Linked DNA regions of Mus musculus: region 2 is linked to region 1. Evidence: chromatin contacts called from public promoter capture Hi-C data. All regions are on one chromosome and are shown on one strand. Each heading gives the region's core, a stretch centred on a gene start, on an enhancer-like site or on the middle of the called end of the contact. The rest is flanking DNA. Distances are from core to core; before and after follow the strand shown.

What was found. Promoter capture Hi-C pulls out the DNA fragments that hold promoters and counts their contacts.
Region 2: a promoter capture Hi-C map of cranial neural crest shows a contact between it and region 1. The contact joins the promoter of Adam5 here to the promoter of Ido1 in region 1. A contact is called at or near these places in 8 of 39 promoter capture datasets (the 3T3-L1 cell line, 3T3-L1-derived adipocytes, cranial neural crest and 5 more) and 1 of 9 other capture datasets (adipose tissue).

The regions. Positions count from the first base shown.
Region 1 is chr8:24,595,346-24,598,843 of GRCm38.p6, reverse strand. It overlaps Ido1 (indoleamine 2,3-dioxygenase 1), which reads left to right and starts at 1,892. Exons shown (of 10, transcript NM_008324.2): 1 at 1,892-2,003. The coding sequence starts at 1,905. Gm51565 (a long non-coding RNA gene) reads right to left here and starts at 3,233. Exons shown (of 2, transcript XR_003947523.1): 1 at 2,824-3,233; 2 at 1,400-2,201.
Region 2 is chr8:24,822,784-24,826,281 of GRCm38.p6, reverse strand. Adam5 (a disintegrin and metallopeptidase domain 5) reads left to right here and starts at 1,913. Exons shown (of 21, transcript NM_007401.3): 1 at 1,913-2,342. The coding sequence starts at 2,288.

The sequences.
Region 1 (3,498 bases), core at 643-3,142:
ACTAACAATGTCAGAGCTGCTCTAGACCTGTTCCAGAGCCATGGTTCATTAATTTGCTTCAAGAGCTAATGGTCTGTTTGATAAGCCTGCACATTGTCTTTTAATGTGCTATACGATTTTTTTAACCCTTTCTGGTCATCAAAAGGGATGATGTGGTTTCTGGTTTGGTTCGGTATTTCACAAGAACAAGTCATGGCTCTACAGAGCGAGACACTTTCTTTTATATATATATAAAAATATATATATTTTATTACGTATTTTCCTCAATTACATTTCCAATGCTATCCCAACAGTCCCCCACACCCTCCCCCCCACTCCCCTACCCACCCATTACCACTTTTTGGCCCTGGCGTTCCCCTGTACTGGGGCATATAAAGTTTGCCTGTCCAATGGGCCTCTCTTTCCAGTGATGGCTGACTAGGCCATCTTTTGATACATATGCAGCTAAAGTCAAGAGCTCCGGGGTACTGGTTAGTTCATAATGTTGTTGCACCTACAGGGTTGCAGATCTCTTTAGCTCCTTGGATACTTTCTCTAGCTCATCCATTGGGAGCCCTGTGATCCATCCAATAGCTGACTGTGAGCATCCACTTATGTGTTTGCTAGGCCCCGGCCTAGTCTCACAAGAGACAGCTATATCAGGGTCCTTTCAGCAAATGCTTGCTAGTGTATGCAATGGTGTCATCGTTTGGAGACTAATTATGGGATGGATCCCTGGATATGGCAGTCTCTAGATGGTCCATCCTTTTGTCTCACCTCCAAACTTTGTCTCTGTAACTCCTTTTATGGGTGATTGTTTCCAATTCTAAGAAGGGGCAAAGTGTCCACACTTTGGTCTTCGTTCTTCTTCAGTTTCATGTGTTTTACAAATTGGCGAGGCACTTTCTTAAAATTAATTAATTAATTAATTAATTAATTAAAAACCCATACAAAACAAAACAACAACAAACCCAAAATCCATTTCATCAAAGTGGACATAAACTTAGGAGTTCTCTGTACACCTTTACCAGAGTCTCAATTTTGTATTGCAAGGAATGTTTTTAGTTATTTGACGCTGCTCTTTACTTTTGAACACATTAGAGAATCTCCAGGTGGGCAGGGCTGAGAGCTTGTCAGGAGTCGGTCCCTGGCAGCCAGATAGAGTAGGAAAGGTGGACCACCTTCCAAGATATGGCTTACAAATCATGTGAAGAAGTGAACCCTCCATTAGCCTTAGCACAGACAAGAACCTAGGGAAGAAAACTAGGGGGAAGGGTCTGGTGATGATCCCCCTCTGTGCTACTTCTGAGGCTGACTCTCCTGTGTGTCCCAGGTTGTGTTTCAGAGCTGGAGAGACAAAACACTGACATTTAAAACAGGACATAAGTTCCCTCGTGTGAAAGCCAATAACGGACAGCTATTGCTAGTTCGGCTGTCTTTATTTTAAACCCAAACTCTGAACGTTTTCTAAAGCAAAATGCATTCTCCTGGTCACCTGTCCTCATGGTTCTTGTCATGTGAGTTGGGCACTTTGTGGCTTGAACACCCAATCCTCCTGCTGGGGTAACAGGTGGCCACCCAAACCACTGATGGGGTGGTTTCCAGGGCCGAGGCCTGAGTGTGCACTCGGTCACCATAATTGGCACTGGGAAGCTGAGGCCATCAGAGCCAACAGTTGATGTCCTTATGGGATAAATCTGATAAGAAACACAAATGTTTAGTTTCTTCATATGACGAAGAGAGATCCTTTGTGGTTTGGTTGTTTATCAAATTGCAAATACATAAAACAGAAAATGAAACTGTCCCAGGTGGAAGCCACTTCTCCCCGAGTATTACGTGTCAGCTGTGGGGTTTGGCTAAACCCTATAAGAGATGCTGGGACATTCCTTCAGTGGCCAAGTGGGGGGTCAGTGGAGTAGACAGCAATGGCACTCAGTAAAATATCTCCTACAGAAGGTTCTAGAAGGATCCTTGAAGACCACCACATAGATGAAGATGTGGGCTTTGCTCTACCACATCCACTGGTAAGAAAAGTGAAAATCTGCTTTGTCCTCATTATTTATCTCGACAGATGAATTTCTAAGTAAGCAGCTCTGTCTCAGGTTCTCTTAAGCGAATGAGTGATGTCAAATTCAGAGCCCACTTACAAAAAGGGAGCCTGGCTGCTCTTCAGTGTTTCTTCTTCTTCTTCTTCCTCAAAATCCAGCCCTTACTTTCTTAACCTGGAAATGTGAAGTGGTGAGGGAAGGGGCACATGAGAAGTCTTTTTAGTTTCGTGAAGGAAACGGGCTCATAGAAGGGAAGCCAGTTTGTCACAATGACTTTTCCAGCACGGTGTCCTGAAACAGCAACATTCAAATGCCCAGAGCCATAGAAACATTTCTCTTCTGAACCTTATCAAATGGATCGATCTGTGCTCCTCACTGATTTCAGTATATGAGATGATAGATCAAGCAACTTTTGTTTCATACTAATAATGCTTGTGGTTTGCCAAGCATAATCCAAAGGAAGGTATGAACAACCTTGATTGTGCTTTTGTGCAAGTTTTGGAATCCAAGTGCGGTGCATGTGGGGGAAATGCCTCGTGTCTCAACCAGGTACAGTGGGAAACAACTATAGTTCCATCACCCAGGAGTCAGAGGCAGGGGCATAGCCTCAAATTCAAGGCCAGACAGTCTTAAATAAAACAAAAGCTGAGAACGCACTGAACAAACAAAAATTATGTCATTAAATTGGACTGCAAAAACGCCACGCATACCAATTTATCATTCACATCTTCATTATCAACACTTACGGAAAATAGCAAAGAAGCAAAATACTCGTTTAGAGGTGCCCCATGCTCACCTAGTCTCACTAAGACCCGAACAGAGTAAGTAGTCAGTCGCACGTTTTGAGCTCGGGTGACTCTAGGACCCAGACGCAAAGAGCCATGGAGCCAGGAAGGCACAGATCTAGGGGCAGTGGGCTAGAGACTGGGATCAGATATGGAAAACCAAGGCAGTTCCCGGGAAGGCGAGGCACGGGTACACTGCAGAATTAAGGGTAGCAGCGAGCCTGTATCAGCTCGCCCAGCCGGGAGCGATCTGAAGCATGCACCCCGCAGTGCTCACGAGGAGCATCCTGCGCAGCTCCCATCCAATCCAGTGGCTTGCTGCTTGGGGCGGGACTACAGTTTAGCATGCAGCCTCAGGCTCTCCCGTCTTTGGGCACCAAGCCTGATATCCTTGCTACAAGTGTCCTGGCGCCTGCATCTTTGGGTGCCCTGGCGTGCCTGGTTTTGAGGTTTTCGTGTATCCGGTCACGAATGTGGAACTGACCACCTCAGGGTTTAGCGCTGCAGTTCTCAACCTTCTTAATGCTGAAACCTTTTCTAAAGTTCCTCATGTTGTGATGACCCCGGACGGTAAAATTATTTTCGTTGCTACGTCACAACTGTAATTTTGCTACTGTTTTGAATTGTAATGTAAGTATCTGTGTTTTCCGATGGTCTTAGGTAGTCCCAAAAAGAATGCAGCCTCA
Region 2 (3,498 bases), core at 664-3,163, 230 kb before region 1:
AAATTATATTGGTTTAAGAGAATTGTAGTACAGGTTCTTCTACTCTACTGTCTATAGTCTCTTCAGCCGTGGCTACTTAGCTAGGTCTATACCAAATTTACCAAGCTAGAATTCCTTCCTATTGAACGGGCCTTAAGTCTTCCTACTAGACAGCTGTTGATATAAAAGTGCCACACTTGAACTTGAGGGCTGTCTTGCCATGCTGGTCATCGTGGTTGCTCTACCCCTTTGGGAGCTTGCAGAACACTGTCAGATACTGTGAGACCCCAGCCCCAAGGAGGAGCTTCCAGGGCAGATCTACTTTTATCCAACAAGGCCTTGTGTTCACAGTGTGGTGTTTTCAGCAATAGGATTCTGTCTTCAAATCCTGTAAGGCAACCAAGGGCTTGGGCCCACTTGACCAAAAACTGCAAAGGATTCTCCATTGCATGATATTAGGATTTTTGGTAGATTGTCTGTATCTCTTGAGGAAAGCATTATCACTCACTGTGATATAACTCCACTAAAAATAGAAAAAAATCTAAATATGCATATATGATATGTATTTTTAAGTTAGTATATAAAATGTCTCCTGTAGCTTTAAAAATATTCTTTTTCTTTTTCCTATGACACATCAATAGCTCATTACTTTATTTTGTATATTAACATGTGGTCCAGGTTGAGCTGCTAAGTGCAAAAGACAATAGAGGAGAAAGGAACTTCAAGCTCGTGAAAGGGCTACAGGGTAACACATAGAGTAAGTTCTACTCCACCCTCCTCCCTACTTCAGATTGCATGAGCGTCCGCTACGTTCATGAGATAAATATTAGTGCCCAGACTGCACAACTCATGGAAAGACTGAGACCATTGAGCCATACTCTTAAAGGAGATGATGAAACTCTAACACTGCCCTGCCTTTCCCTCTGCTTCCTGCTCCCACTAACTTTCTACCATGGTGGCCCAAAACAACACTGCAAGCCTCCATAGGAGAGAATCTCCAAAACGAGAGAGAGAGAGAGAGAGAGAGAGAGAGAGAGAGAGAGAGAGAGAGAGACCAGAGAGAGAGAGAGACCAGAGAGAGAGAAACCAGAGAGAGAGAAACCAGAGAGAGAGAAACCAGAGAGAGAGAAACCAGAGAGAGAGAAACCAGGGAGAGAAACCAGAGAGAGAGAAACCAGAGAGAGAGAAACCAGAGAGAGAGAAACCAGAGAGAGAAACCAGAGAGAGAAACCAGAGAGAGAGAGAGAGAGAGAGAGAGAGAGAGAGAGAGAGAGAGAGAGAGAGACAGAGAGAGACAGAGACCTTTTCTCTTTTTAAGTTGATTGTTAGGGTGTTTCTTCCACTATCAGAACCCTGGCCAGTCCACTTTCAATATCCTAATCAATATATTCAAAATACTGTAGCGATAATTTCCAATTAAAGTGTATGTTTTCCATTCTGGAACTCTTACTGCCATTTCTTTCTCCTTTGAACCTCTATGGAACTTAAGTTCTGTCTTGAGTTCTCTATTTTCTGCTCTACTACACCTTTAATGGGCCACCAAAAAATAATAAAGCCTTAAATCAGAAAGAGATTTTTGAAAATATTCTTAATGTTATTTATCTTTCCTTTTGCCTCCTTTTCTCAGTTAAGTTTCTTGCCTCACCCTCTCATAGCAACTATGTCCCACCATCCCGCTCTCTGGGGCTCCTCCCCTCCTCTCTCCATGGCTGTTTTCCGTTTTCCTGGCTCTTGTAATTACTTCAGCTTATATATCCACACCTTTAAAAGACCAATACAAGGAGAAACGCAGGGCTGCAGAATTAGAGGGTGACAATATGATCTCGCAGAAAATGTTTTGAAAGTCTGTGCTTGACCAACGAGTGTTTTAGGGGGTGTCGTGTATGCAGCTATGAAAAACGATCAGCCATGTTAGCAACATTTTATTGTTCTCAATTCTGGGGACAGTACGCCGAAGTATCCTGGAAGATGCGTGGCTGCCGTCAGTAACCTGAATATTTTCGGATATCTTTTCCTCAGTGATGTGTAAATTTTTTTTAAAAGACATGATAAATGATACAAAGAAAATCCTTACCAGCTCTTCCTAGCCTGAAGAGTAAACCTGCAGGCATCCACCTTCCTTTTTACAGTTAGCAGGATGGTTGGTACCTGAATCTATGCATCTATCTCGTTCTCCAGCCCTTTCTGCTCTGGTTTCCCTAGCGACAACCCTGCAGGTTCAGGGCCCAGAGCTTCCGTTACTGGACACAACGCCCGCCCCGCCCAGCCTGTTGCTCCGCAGCAAAGCTCCAAGACCACCAAGGGAGCCATGTTCCTCCTTCTTTTGCTCTTTTTGCATCTTAAAGGGCTGCAGGCAGGCCAGAGTGAGTACAGAGATCAAAGCTGCTACAGGCTTCTAGCTTCTGGCTTTTGAGGGGCAGAGGCGAAGTCTGCAGCCCCCTGCTCACTGAATTAGCTTTGCTTTCCTTTTGCTCCCTTTTGGCTGCAAAGCATTCCCGGAGTGGGAATGCTTTCTTATCTGTAACTTAGATAACAACGAATGGTATCCGGGCTCCCAATTCTGTTACCATGTATGTAAATGGTAGTCTTGACTCAATTCATCACTACAAAGAAACTGACTTTTTTGTTTGTTTTGGTTTTTGTTTTTTTGTTTTGCTTTGTTTTCCGTTTAAATTCCTGGCTTGGCAACTGCTGCCCTCTAGAGTCTTTCTCGACTAATTTCTTTTAAAATTTTTAATTATTATTTTTTTTCATATTCTTTCCCCTCCCTCAGATCCTCAATACCGCCCTACCCACTCAACTTCTTCTTTTTTTAAATTGAAGTCTTGCTCTTGTTTGCATTGCTTATAATTTCACATATTGTAGAACTACAGAAAAATGACTTTAAAAACAGTGAATAAATACTATTCTTTTTTTTAATTAGATATTTTCTTCATTTACATTTTAAATGCTATCTCAAAGGTCCCCCAGACTCTCCCCCCTACCCCACTCCCCTACCCACCCACTCTCACTTCTTGGCCCTGTCGTTCCCCCATATTGAGGCTTATAAAGCTTGCAAGATCAAGGGGAATCTCTTCCCAATGATGGCTGACTAGGCCATCTTTTGATACATATGCAGCTAGAGGGGTACTGGTTAGTTCATATTGTTGTTCCACCTATAGGGTTCCAGACCACTTTAGCTCCTTGGGTACTTTCTCTAGCTCCTCCATTAGGGGCCCTGTGTTTCATCCAATAGCTGACTGTGAGCATCCACTTCTGTGTTTGCCAGGCCCTGGCATAGCCTCACAAGAGACAGCTATATCAGGGTCCTTTCAGCAAAACCTTGCTGGTGTATGCAATGGTGTCAGCATTTAGAGGCTGATTATGGGATGGATCCCCGGGTATGGAAGTCTCTAGATGGTCCATCCTTTCATCTCAGCTCCAAACTTTGTCTTTGTCCATGGGTGATTTGTTCCCAATTCTAAGAAGGGGCAAAGTGTCCACACTTTGGTCTTCATTCTTCTTGAATTTCATGTGTTT